Linked DNA regions of Mus musculus: regions 1 and 3 are each linked to region 2. A link is a contact called in public HiChIP or PLAC-seq data. All regions are on one chromosome and are shown on one strand. Each heading gives the region's core, a stretch centred on a gene start, on an enhancer-like site or on the middle of the called end of the contact. The rest is flanking DNA. Distances are from core to core; before and after follow the strand shown.

Region 1 (3,519 bases), core at 448-2,947, 250 kb after region 2:
ACTTTCCTGTGATCAAGGGGATGCAGTAATCTTCTAGGCTCCCAACAATTCCACTGGGATAAGCCCCATCATGGTCTTCAACTACTGCCACGAGTTCTCCACCAGTACTTGTCTAATCTTCCCTGTGCCATTATGCTGGACCGTTATGCAGACAGAAGGCTTCTAAACAGCCTGGAGTGTGTTCGCTTGTGTTTCCTGGAGTGTGCTTCACTTCTTAACTCTCTGTGGCTGTGAAAGGAACCTTATTTTGGAAAGGAACTTTGAAAATGTAATCAAGTTAAGATGAAGGATTGAGGTAGACTCTAACCCAGTGTAATGTGCCTTTATAAAAAGAGCAGAGCAATGTTTTTCAACCTGTAAGTCATGACCCCTTTGAGTGCTGAATAACCCTTTCACAGGGGTAGGCGCCGGGCAGTGGTGGCGCATGCCTTTAATCCCAGCACTTGGGAGGCAGAAGCAGGCAGATTTCTTGAGTTCGAGGCCAGCCTGGTCTACAAAGTGAGTTCCAGGACAGCCGGAGCTATACAGAGAAACCCTGTCTCAAAAACAACAACAACAACAACAACAAACCCCCAAACCCAAACAACAACAACAACAACAACAACAAAACCGTTAGAAAACATAGATATTTACACTACGACTCATAACCCTAGCAAACTTGTAGTTATGAAGTAGCAATGAAAACAATTTTGTGGTTGGGTGTCATGACAACGTGGGGAACTATTGAAGGGTCACAGCATTAGGAAAGTTGAGCACTACTGGAATAGATGGTCATAGGAAGAGAAGGGACATGGCCATGAGAAGGCAGAGACAAACATGAGAGTGATGCTTGGTACCCCAGCAAAAGGCATCTACCTCAGCACAGCTGGAAGAGCAAGGAGCCTAGTCCCATTGACACCTTGATTTCCGATTTCTAGCCTACGTAGCCCAAGAGAATCTATTTCTGTTAATACATCTCATTTGTGCTGCTTTATTATATAAATGCTACAAAATGAACACATAGCCCTCCTATTCATCCTTTCCAGTTGTTTCCGTACCTTCATTTATCTTGTGTATGTGTGCACATGTGTGCATGTGTTTGAATCTGAAAGTCTGAGTTCAACTTCAAGTATCTTACTTAATAAACCCATATCTCGTTTTAGAAGAGAGTATCTTTAACTTTTATGGAGCTTGTTGATTATTCTAGGCTGACTAGTCAGCTAGAGAGCTCCAGGGGTCTACTTGTCTCCATCTCAGCAGCATTAGGATTCCAAAAATACACCACCACACCCAGCTTTTTAACATGGTTCTGGGGTTTGAACTCAGGTCCTCTTGCTTGCATGGCTAAGCCTTCTTCCAAGTTATGATCTTCCCTTCTTTCCTCCTCTCTCGTTCATCTTCCAGCACATTTCTACAGCCTGTGTGTTGTCTCCAGACTGCCATTCCTCCAGGCACAAAAGGGTAGACAGCCTGGTTCAGAACTTGCTAAGTAAGGAGGGAACAAAGGGAAAGCTATCTGCAGGTGTTGAGTGGCTTACAGCTGGATGGCTCAGCCACCATGCTGCCGGAAACAGCTGCAAGGGTCTGACATATGTAGTGTGGATCTTGGCAATATCATCTTCGGAAGCTGTGAGAACAACAAGCTTGCTTAGGACTTCATATGAATTGGCCCAGACACCTACTCTCCCTTCCCAGCCTCTTGAAATTGACTTTTGCAGCTTCTTAGCATTCAGCAGCAGCCCTCACTGGTGAAGCTTAGACAGACTGTATGTTCCCTACAAAGCAGGGTACTGACAGCTTTTTTCTTTTCCTTTCCTCATTGCTTAATCTGTCCACTTCCTGATACTAATGGATTTTTAAATGAGCCTAGGACAATTGATAGCATTTCCCAATTAAAACCAAATACCCTTCATCCACCCTTCACACAGTCGCTCAGTACAAAGAAAAAGCGCTGGCAGTATAGCACAAACCAAGAGCTCTCTGATTCTCTTGCCTCCTGCCTCTGCTGCCTGCAGAGAGGGGGTGCCCCGCCCAACGACCTGGCTTCTGCAAAAGTGCTCTGCAAAGTAGGAGAACCATCTAGATAATCATCCCAAGTGACTCAGCCTGAATTTTCTAAGCAGCATCAGGACCAGAATCATACGTAGGACTTTCCCTATCCTTTCTCAAGCTTGAGATTTCATAGCCAGGGAGCTTACATGCTTCTCCCAGGATTATAGGAGAATATTCGTTAGCCATGTTAATTGATAGAATATTTGAAGTTAGCAGGGTTGATGGATTTCCCATTAAATGATCTCTGCCAAGTGAGTGCCTACTCTGGCCTTGGCCCTGCATTTGGCCCCTTGTATAAATAATCTCTAACTCTTACTACATCATGTGCTTTACAGATGCCTAGACAGATACCCTCAGAAGTTGAATGATTTATCTTGACACCATGCACTGAGTTAGGTAGAATGAACCCAAATCTGGGTTACTTTGGTGCTTCTTGGACTGCATATGAAAGAGTAGCCATATTTCGGGACTGTGTTCAAGGCTACTTTACTTACTTGGAAGGTTGACATATGGAAGGTGCAAGATTCATGTTAGAGAAGTAACACATGGCGGTTTTAGATCTATGATTGATTTCAGTCTTCTTAGACCTCAGTGTCCTCCTAGAGGACAATCAAGAATGCTCTGAGGAAATGCTCCTAGCAGCAAGAAGCAACTGGGGTTAGTTTCTTCTCTCTGTATAATCAAGCTGTCATTTCAATACTATGCTCCTAAACTCTGTTTCTACAAGTCTTCCCTTAGCCTTATTTTAATAATTCTTCATTACCATTTACTAGATAAAGCCTACTGTTGGCACAATTAGCCCTCCAATACAGAGAAGGACCTTTGTATGTATGTATGCATGTGTGTATGTATGCATATGTATGTATGTATGTATGTATGTATATGTGTTTAGTGCAAAGGTTGACTGTGAAGTATGTCCTTCCTTCCTTTCTTCCTTCCTTCCTTCCTTCCTTCCTTTCTTACTTCCTTCCCCCCTCTCTTTTTCTCTCTCATATCTTTTATAAATCAAACTATCTCCATTACTTTATGAGTTGAATCTGGGGTTCACAGATTTATCTAGATTAGCTGGCCAGCAAGGCCCAAGGATCTGCCTGCCTCCTCTTCCCTGTGGCTAGGATTATGGTTACATGCAGCCATACTACCTAGGAGTTTTACATGAGTGCTAGGGAACCAAACTCAGGTCCTTCTGCTTGTGTGGTAAGAACTTGCGGAATGACCCATATACCCAGCCCTCTTGCATAAATATATCTAGAATATAGTGAGGAGCCATTCAAATGTTAGAAGACAGTTTGTGGCAAAGTCATGCCAGCAGAATGTTAATAAGTGCTGTTGGTTCTAGGTCCACTAAAGATCCAGAACTCATATCCATTTAGCCCTGAAGCCATTTAGTTTTTATCTAATCTATCACCCAGATTTAGCCCCAGAGGTTTCCTTTATTTCTGTTTGGTTCCAGAACCATCCTCCATTCTGCTGCTGGCATGACTTTGC
Region 2 (3,219 bases), core at 607-3,106:
ATGCAAGTTTCCGAAGGAGGGAAGCGAGCAACAGTCCCATCTAACTATAACACGAATGAGCCGCATCAACAACCAGCATGGCGTGGTAACCCTAAGGGGGCAGTAGTGGCACACATGCCTTGGCAGTAACCATCAGGTCTCCAGTTGGATTTAAGACAAGTCCAAGGCTCAACAAGAAGGAATTCATGTCTAATACAGCTAACTACTAGCTAGCCTAATCTAGCTAAAGACTCAGTGCTGGTTAGAGTCTTGGTTAACTGGAGAAGAGTCTAGAACCATTAATTTACTAAACCAGCACACTCCCTAAAAATCGAAAAACATTTGTTCTTATACCTACAGGTAACTGTAGTCTTTACATCAAGGAAAGTGCTGTTTGGAACATATGGAGACCACTACAAAAAACCCTCAGCCAATCAAAGTGCAGGTTTGTGGACTCCAGTCCCTGTGGATACATCTACAAAATCCTCCCACGTGTAAGGCTGAGAGAGCATTGTGAAGAGGGGGCAGAAAGATTGCAAGAGCCAGGGGATCAGGGACTTTGATCTAAGATTGTGTCTCCTAGTAATATCAGAAGCTGTACTCATGAAGTCTCACCACTAAGACTGTCCAAGTGTGAGCTGAACAAGGATGGCACCAGTGGACATGACAGATTGGATAGGGGAAAGCCCATGAAGTCTCAGCCCCACATAAAGAGCTCTAGGCACCTGAATAAAGCAGAGAGTGGGATGGGGTGGACCTCCCCAGGGAAGAGCATACCAGATGGTTGCCAAGTGCCACACTGCCAGCCCTGTAAACACACATACAATTAATCAGACTAGCTAAACAGGTTGCATTCCTGAATACGTTCTATCTATCTATCTATCTATCTATCTATCTATCTATCTATCTATCTATCTATCTATCTATCAATCTATCTATCTATCTATCTATCTATCTATCTATCTATCTATCTATCTATCTATCTAATACATGTAATGACAATTAGTGAAAAAGAGGACATAGATTTGAGGGAGAGTGGGGAGGGCTTGGAGGTAGGAAAGGGAGGGGAGAAATGTAATTAAATTAAATAAAAAACATTGACCACTGTTTTTGTTTGTTTGTTTGTTTTGGATGGCATCAGCCCTGAACCTTTAACAAGTGCAGAGCATCCTGTGATAACTGACCCAGGCATCTATAATGGGCAGGTTCCTGTTGACCCCACCTGTGCCCTTCAGGTTACTCTCCTTGTCTTTGCTGGGGAAGAATTTTGATGTCTTTCAGATTATCTTTTCCAGCATTTCCATTGTTTAGCAAGGGGAGATGGCTTCTGAGCTCATATGAGATCTGCATGCGAACACAGGCTTTTGGAGCCACCTGCTCTGCTGGCTGCTCATCATAGAGTGTAGCTGGGAAGGAAAGACAAAGGGACCTCGAATTTCTCTGTGCGGGCCATTTACAGAACATTGGGGAAAATGCCTCTTGTTCACTATTTTGTGTTCGCTGTGTCTGTATTCTGTGCTTCAAGTATCCAAAATACTGTCCCCAGATAATAGCTTATATGGTACATTTGGTCTGGTCCTCTTTCCTGTGTCCCTAAACAGTTTAAACCCTCCATATCCTCTTCCTGTCCTAGTCCTGCCCCGCCTTTGTGTTCCCCCAGGACTATGTTTCCCAAGGGTGATTGCCACATCCTGACAGCTGCCCAGTCACAAGCTAAATATAAACCCTTCAGACAGCAAGTAAGCCCCTCTGGTTATCTGCTCCTTTGTGTAGCTTATTATCCTCCCAAATCAAACTCCAGAGGAGACTCACAGATCATGCATGCTGGGCAGGGCCGGTGGGGTGCGTGCGTCTGACTGGGTAAACCAAACAAACGAAAGCGTTGTGAGTCAGCTGTACCCTTTCAGCAGAGCGCCGGGTCTGCACTTCAGACAAACCCTCCAATCCTCAGACGTTGATTTTCAAAGCAAATTGCTGCATGTCGCATCAATACTGGGAGCAGATGTAATAGTCTGGTGAGCTGGCTGCATGCAGCCAAGTGCAGGGACATAGAATCAAGGGCAGAGAGTAGCTGGCACACTGAGGCTTGTATTATCTATATGGCTCTGCCTTCCTTACAGGACCATAGGAAATGGAGGCACGGTGGGCAGAGGAACCCAGGTCTCTGGTTGTCTTAGAGACTGCGAAGCCCAGGGCTATGTCTTTATAGTGACCCATGGTAAGGTCTGGGGCTGCATATGGCCTTCTGGCTGCGAGGATTCTTAACACAGAGGGCAGCTTGGGATCTCCAGGGGCTACAGGCTTAGTCAAGGCCAAAAGCTGTCATGCTGAAATAGCCAAGGCCTGAAGGAAAACAGATTTTTTTTTTTTCTTCCAGAAATTGGTGGTCTATTTCAAACCTTGTGTGCAAATGCTCAAGAAACAGGACCAAGGGAGGAATTAATGTTTGGAAAAGGCTCTGGGGTTGATGCCATTCTGCAATTTTTCTGTGCCTGGATTTCCCTCATGTTTCTCTAGAGGTTCACCTTCTTGGCCACTACATGTGGTCCCAGGACCTTGTTTCCTCTCACATTGTATTCTCTCTCCTAACGATATAACCCTAGCTAAGCCAAGCACTTCTTTCCACTCCTCCTCCTCCTCTTCCTCCCTCTCCTCCTCCTTTTTCTCCCCTCCTCTCCTCCTCCTCCTCCTCCTCCTCCTCCTCCTCCTCCTCCTCCTCCTCCTCCTCCTCCTCCTCCTCCCCCCTTTTTCTTACCCGAGACAAGAGCTCACTGTGTGTTACCTAACTAGCCTGGGGAAACTCAGTATGTAAACCAGGCTGACCTTGACCTGACCAATATCTTTCTGCCTCTGCTTCACAAGTGCTTCCATTAAAAGGAGTGTGCCTTTAGTCAGGCCCAACTTTCCCCTCTGTTTCCATGCATCACATTTAAATACAAAAGTCACGTCTGTTTCCTACCAGCTGCAAATGGAATACCTGACTTCACCATTTGGATGTCTTGAAATCAGCATTTTGAGAGTGAGCCTGCAATCACCCATCTGTGCTTTCTGATGTTTCTTACCTCATTGAACAGCAACCACAATGCAGTTAAATAAGTCAGAGACTTTGTCGAAATCTCGTATCTCTTCCCCGCTTGCAATGCTGTGCTTAGCCTTGCGTTGATTACTTGACTCAGACATATTTTTAACCTGCCCACCTTTCCCTTTTATGACTCTGACTCCTTCTGAAACTACTACCGT
Region 3 (3,385 bases), core at 219-2,718, 220 kb after region 2:
TTTCTCTCTGTAGAAAAGAGTCTTCATCTCAAAGAATTGATTTCTCCTGTTGGAAGTTCAAGTCCTCATTGGATGTGAGATAGTGCCAAAACTGAAACTTTTTTTTGTATGTGGAGCACATTCTTTATAGTAATAAACTTGTTGAGATGCTATCAAAATAAACTACTTATAAGTATTAGCTTATTTCATCCTTGGAAGAATCCTTGGAATTAAAAAAAGAACAATCCTTTTCATCTGTACAAATGAAGAAACTGGGAAATGAAGAATCTCCCCTCAGACTGCACACTTCACAAAGGCAGGACCTAGGTTGGAAGCCACACCCATGAGGCTTGAGAAGCTGGCCAGGAAAATATCACACTGGACAGTGACGCTGCGAGTGTATGTTTTGATGCTAGCATTCAGTGGGCAAGGTGAGGCTGCTGGGTTTGGAATGGAAGAAAAGGCTGGCTTTGCCCTATGTCTGGTTGAGTCTGGTTTTTTGTTTTGTTTTTTTTTTTTTTTGGTTTTTGGTTTTTTTTTTTTTTTTTTTTTTTTTTTTTTTTTTTTTTTTCCCGAGACAGGGTTTCTCTGTAAAGTCCTGGCTGTCCTGGAACTCACTCTGTAGACCAGGCTGGCTTCGAACTGAGAAATCCACCTCTCTCTGCCTCCTGAGTGCTGGGATTAAAGGCGTGTGATACCAAGTGGGCCGCAAAAAGTTTGGCAGAGGAGCTAAAGGGATCTGCAACCCTATAGGTGGAACAACATTATGAACTAACCAGTTCCCCGGAGCTCTTGACTCTAGCTGCATATGTATCAAAAGATGACCTAGTCGGCCATCACTGGAAAGAGAGGCCCATTGGACTTGCAAACCTTATATGCCCCAGTACAGGGGAACGCCAGGGCCAAAAAGTGGGAGTGGGTGGGTAGGGGAGTGGGGGGGGGTATGGGGGACTTTTGGGATAGCATTGGAAATGTAAATGAGGAAAATACCTAATAAAAATATTAAAAAAAGATATATTAAAAAAAAAAAAGAACTCCTCCTCTGTCCCAAACCTATAAGGTTAAGGGATTGCCTTTATTTCTCAGGAATAGAAGGATGTCTCTTTTTAGGATCCATGATGCTTTCCATGGTGACTTTATCTGTTCCAATATTCTCAGAAATGAAGAAAACTGAAGGTTCTTTCTCTTGAAGACCATTGTCATAGTATCTGCACCCTCCCTCCTAAAAACTCTTTTCTTTGAACCCAAATGCTTGCTCTCTCCCCCTTAGGGCCTCATTGCAGCTGCCTATGTCTAACTCCCCTGATGCTTCATTGGCTCCTACACTGTTTGCAGCTGTGTCCTGAGTCTTGTGTCCTGTGTCCTGACTCTTCCTCCTGAAGAGGCTGAATCGCTTTTTGCTCCTGTTGAGAAGTCTTTTCTGGATGCCATACTGTAGTCTCCCCTCCCCCAGCCTGAAACCTGCTTGCTCAGGGGTGGAGCTTCCTGCTCATTCGTTCTGCCACGCCCACTGCGGGCCGTGTCGCTTTTCTGTTGGTGCCACCACGTGCTTACCCTACTACTGGACTCCGAGATTATTCGGCGGGAATCGGGTCCCCTCCCCCTTCCTTCATAACTGAGTGTTGCAACAGTAAAAATTGAGCTTTGATCAGAATGACTGTCTTAGCTACATTTCTTTATCTCGCCACCTAGCCCCTCTTCTCTTCCAGGTTTCCAAAATGCCTTTCCAGGCTAGAACCCATGTTGTGATCTGCTGGCCGGACACAACACCATACCATATCTCTTTTTAATTTTTTCCCCCCAGAAGTAGGTTTTTCTTTTCTGGTCAACTGTGCTACTTTGGCAGAGAAGCATGGGATGTGCATATTCATTTCCAAAGCCATGCACTCAAAACCAATTCCATCTTGTGACTCAGTACATTGCCCTTTCTTATGACTGTTGATTATACTGGCTTGGTGCCGGTTCCCTCCGATGAGAGCTGGTTGCATTGAGTAAGCCATTGTAAATGGGTTTCCTCAGAAGTATGTGTGTACAGACATTATTTACAAGCAAAGAGCCCCCCCCCCCCCTCACTCCTCTCGCCTCCCTCCGCCTACAAATCAAACAAACCAGGGCTTCACATCTTTAATACCAGTACCTGGAATGCAAATATAGGGAAGTTTCTGTGAGTCATGTTAACCAGGCTGGGTGAGATCTTGTCTCAAAAGAGAGACAAGGTGGGTGGGGCCCTTAACAGTTAAAAGCCCTTGCTGCTTTTACAAGAGGCACAGGTTTGAGTTTTAGCATCCACAAAGTGGTTTACAATCATTTGAAACTTTAGTTCCAAGGGTATCCTGAATTCTTTTCTGCTTCTATAAGGACAGGTTGGCTACACACTCACTCATAAAATAAACAGTTAGATGTAGAAAAGTTGGCAACTGTGGTTTTATGGGCTGAGCCTGTGTGTGTGTGTGTGTGTGTGCGTGTGTGTGTGTGTGTGTGTGTGTATGTGTGTGTGTGTGAGTGTGTGTGTGTGTGTGTGTGTGTGTGTGTGTATGTGTGTGTGTGTGTGTATGTGTGTGTGTGTGTATGTGTGTGTGTGTGTGTGTATGTGTGTGTGTGTGTGTATGTGTGTGTGTGTGTGTATGTGTGTGTGTGTGTGTATGTGTGTGTGTGTGTGTATGTGTGTGTGTGTGTGTGTGTGTGTGTATCTGTTTAAACCACAGCATTGAATGCTTCAGAATATACAGAGAGTCGTGGGTATGGCAGTTCTGTTCTCATGGAAGGTTAAAACTTCTGGAATAATCCTGGTAATGATTTGTTTACATGACTTTTTTTAATTTTTACTTTTATGTATGAGTGTGTATCTTTGGTTTTGCTGTACGTATGCAGGTGCCTTCAGACACCAGAAGAGAGCATTGGATTGTTTAGTGCCGGAGTTTCAGAGATGTTGGTGATGCTTGAGATGGGTGCTGGAACCACATCAGGGTCCTCTGGAAAATGACTTTCCAGCCCTCTAGTCTCCACTGTGTTGGGTTTTAGACAAAGGGAAAATAGGATTTGGAGATATAAAAATGGGCACGGTTAGATCTCTAATATGGTTGTGCTTGGAGTAAAGCATATGCATGTGCCTTTGTGTGATTATATTCACTTTTGTAAGTGTTAGAGCATAGAGGGAGAAGAGGGGTGGATCTGGGGGTTGTTCAGGAATGCTGAAAGAATAAGTATTCCTAGTGGATCTTAGACAGTTAAACTTACAAACACCTATTGGTTTGGGTTTGCATTTGTTGTCTTTAAAGTCACATTTGACTGGGAGATGGATGAAAAGTAAGTCTGAGGCTAGATGGGAGCGGTGTCAGAGCTGAGGCTACTGTGCTTATTCCCAGTAAGACAACCTTCCAGCTGTGAGTGAGTTCACAAAATGGCG

What was found. HiChIP or PLAC-seq counts read pairs in DNA pulled down with a chosen protein or histone mark.
Region 1: an H3K27ac HiChIP or PLAC-seq map of VIP interneurons shows a contact between it and region 2, with 2.2 times the contacts expected there. The contact joins two enhancer-like sites. A contact is called at or near these places in 2 of 484 Hi-C or Micro-C datasets (cerebellum and embryonic stem cells) and 2 of 115 datasets of contacts at active chromatin or transcription factors (VIP interneurons and large pre-B cells).
Region 3: a contact with region 2 is called in a FOXA1 HiChIP or PLAC-seq map of pancreatic cancer cells. The contact joins two enhancer-like sites. A contact is called at or near these places in 1 of 15 datasets of contacts at CTCF or cohesin (large pre-B cells) and 2 of 115 datasets of contacts at active chromatin or transcription factors (large pre-B cells and pancreatic cancer cells).

The regions. Positions count from the first base shown.
Region 1 is chr11:43,097,444-43,100,962 of GRCm38.p6, reverse strand. It overlaps a transcript of Atp10b not described here. Among named protein-coding and RNA genes, the nearest start is that of Atp10b, 51 kb to the left of the region's middle. Within about 2 kb of position 1,697, at least 18 of the 459 cell types and tissues checked have an H3K27ac peak or open chromatin away from gene starts, as enhancers often do. A contact at or near this core is called in VIP interneurons, where this site is marked.
Region 2 is chr11:43,343,513-43,346,731 of GRCm38.p6, reverse strand. No RefSeq gene overlaps it. Among named protein-coding and RNA genes, the nearest start is that of Mir146, 29 kb to the left of the region's middle. Within about 2 kb of position 1,856, at least 46 of the 459 cell types and tissues checked have an H3K27ac peak or open chromatin away from gene starts, as enhancers often do. A contact at or near this core is called in VIP interneurons and pancreatic cancer cells, where this site is marked.
Region 3 is chr11:43,124,879-43,128,263 of GRCm38.p6, reverse strand. It overlaps a transcript of Atp10b not described here. Among named protein-coding and RNA genes, the nearest start is that of Atp10b, 23 kb to the left of the region's middle. Within about 2 kb of position 1,468, at least 24 of the 459 cell types and tissues checked have an H3K27ac peak or open chromatin away from gene starts, as enhancers often do. A contact at or near this core is called in pancreatic cancer cells, where this site is marked.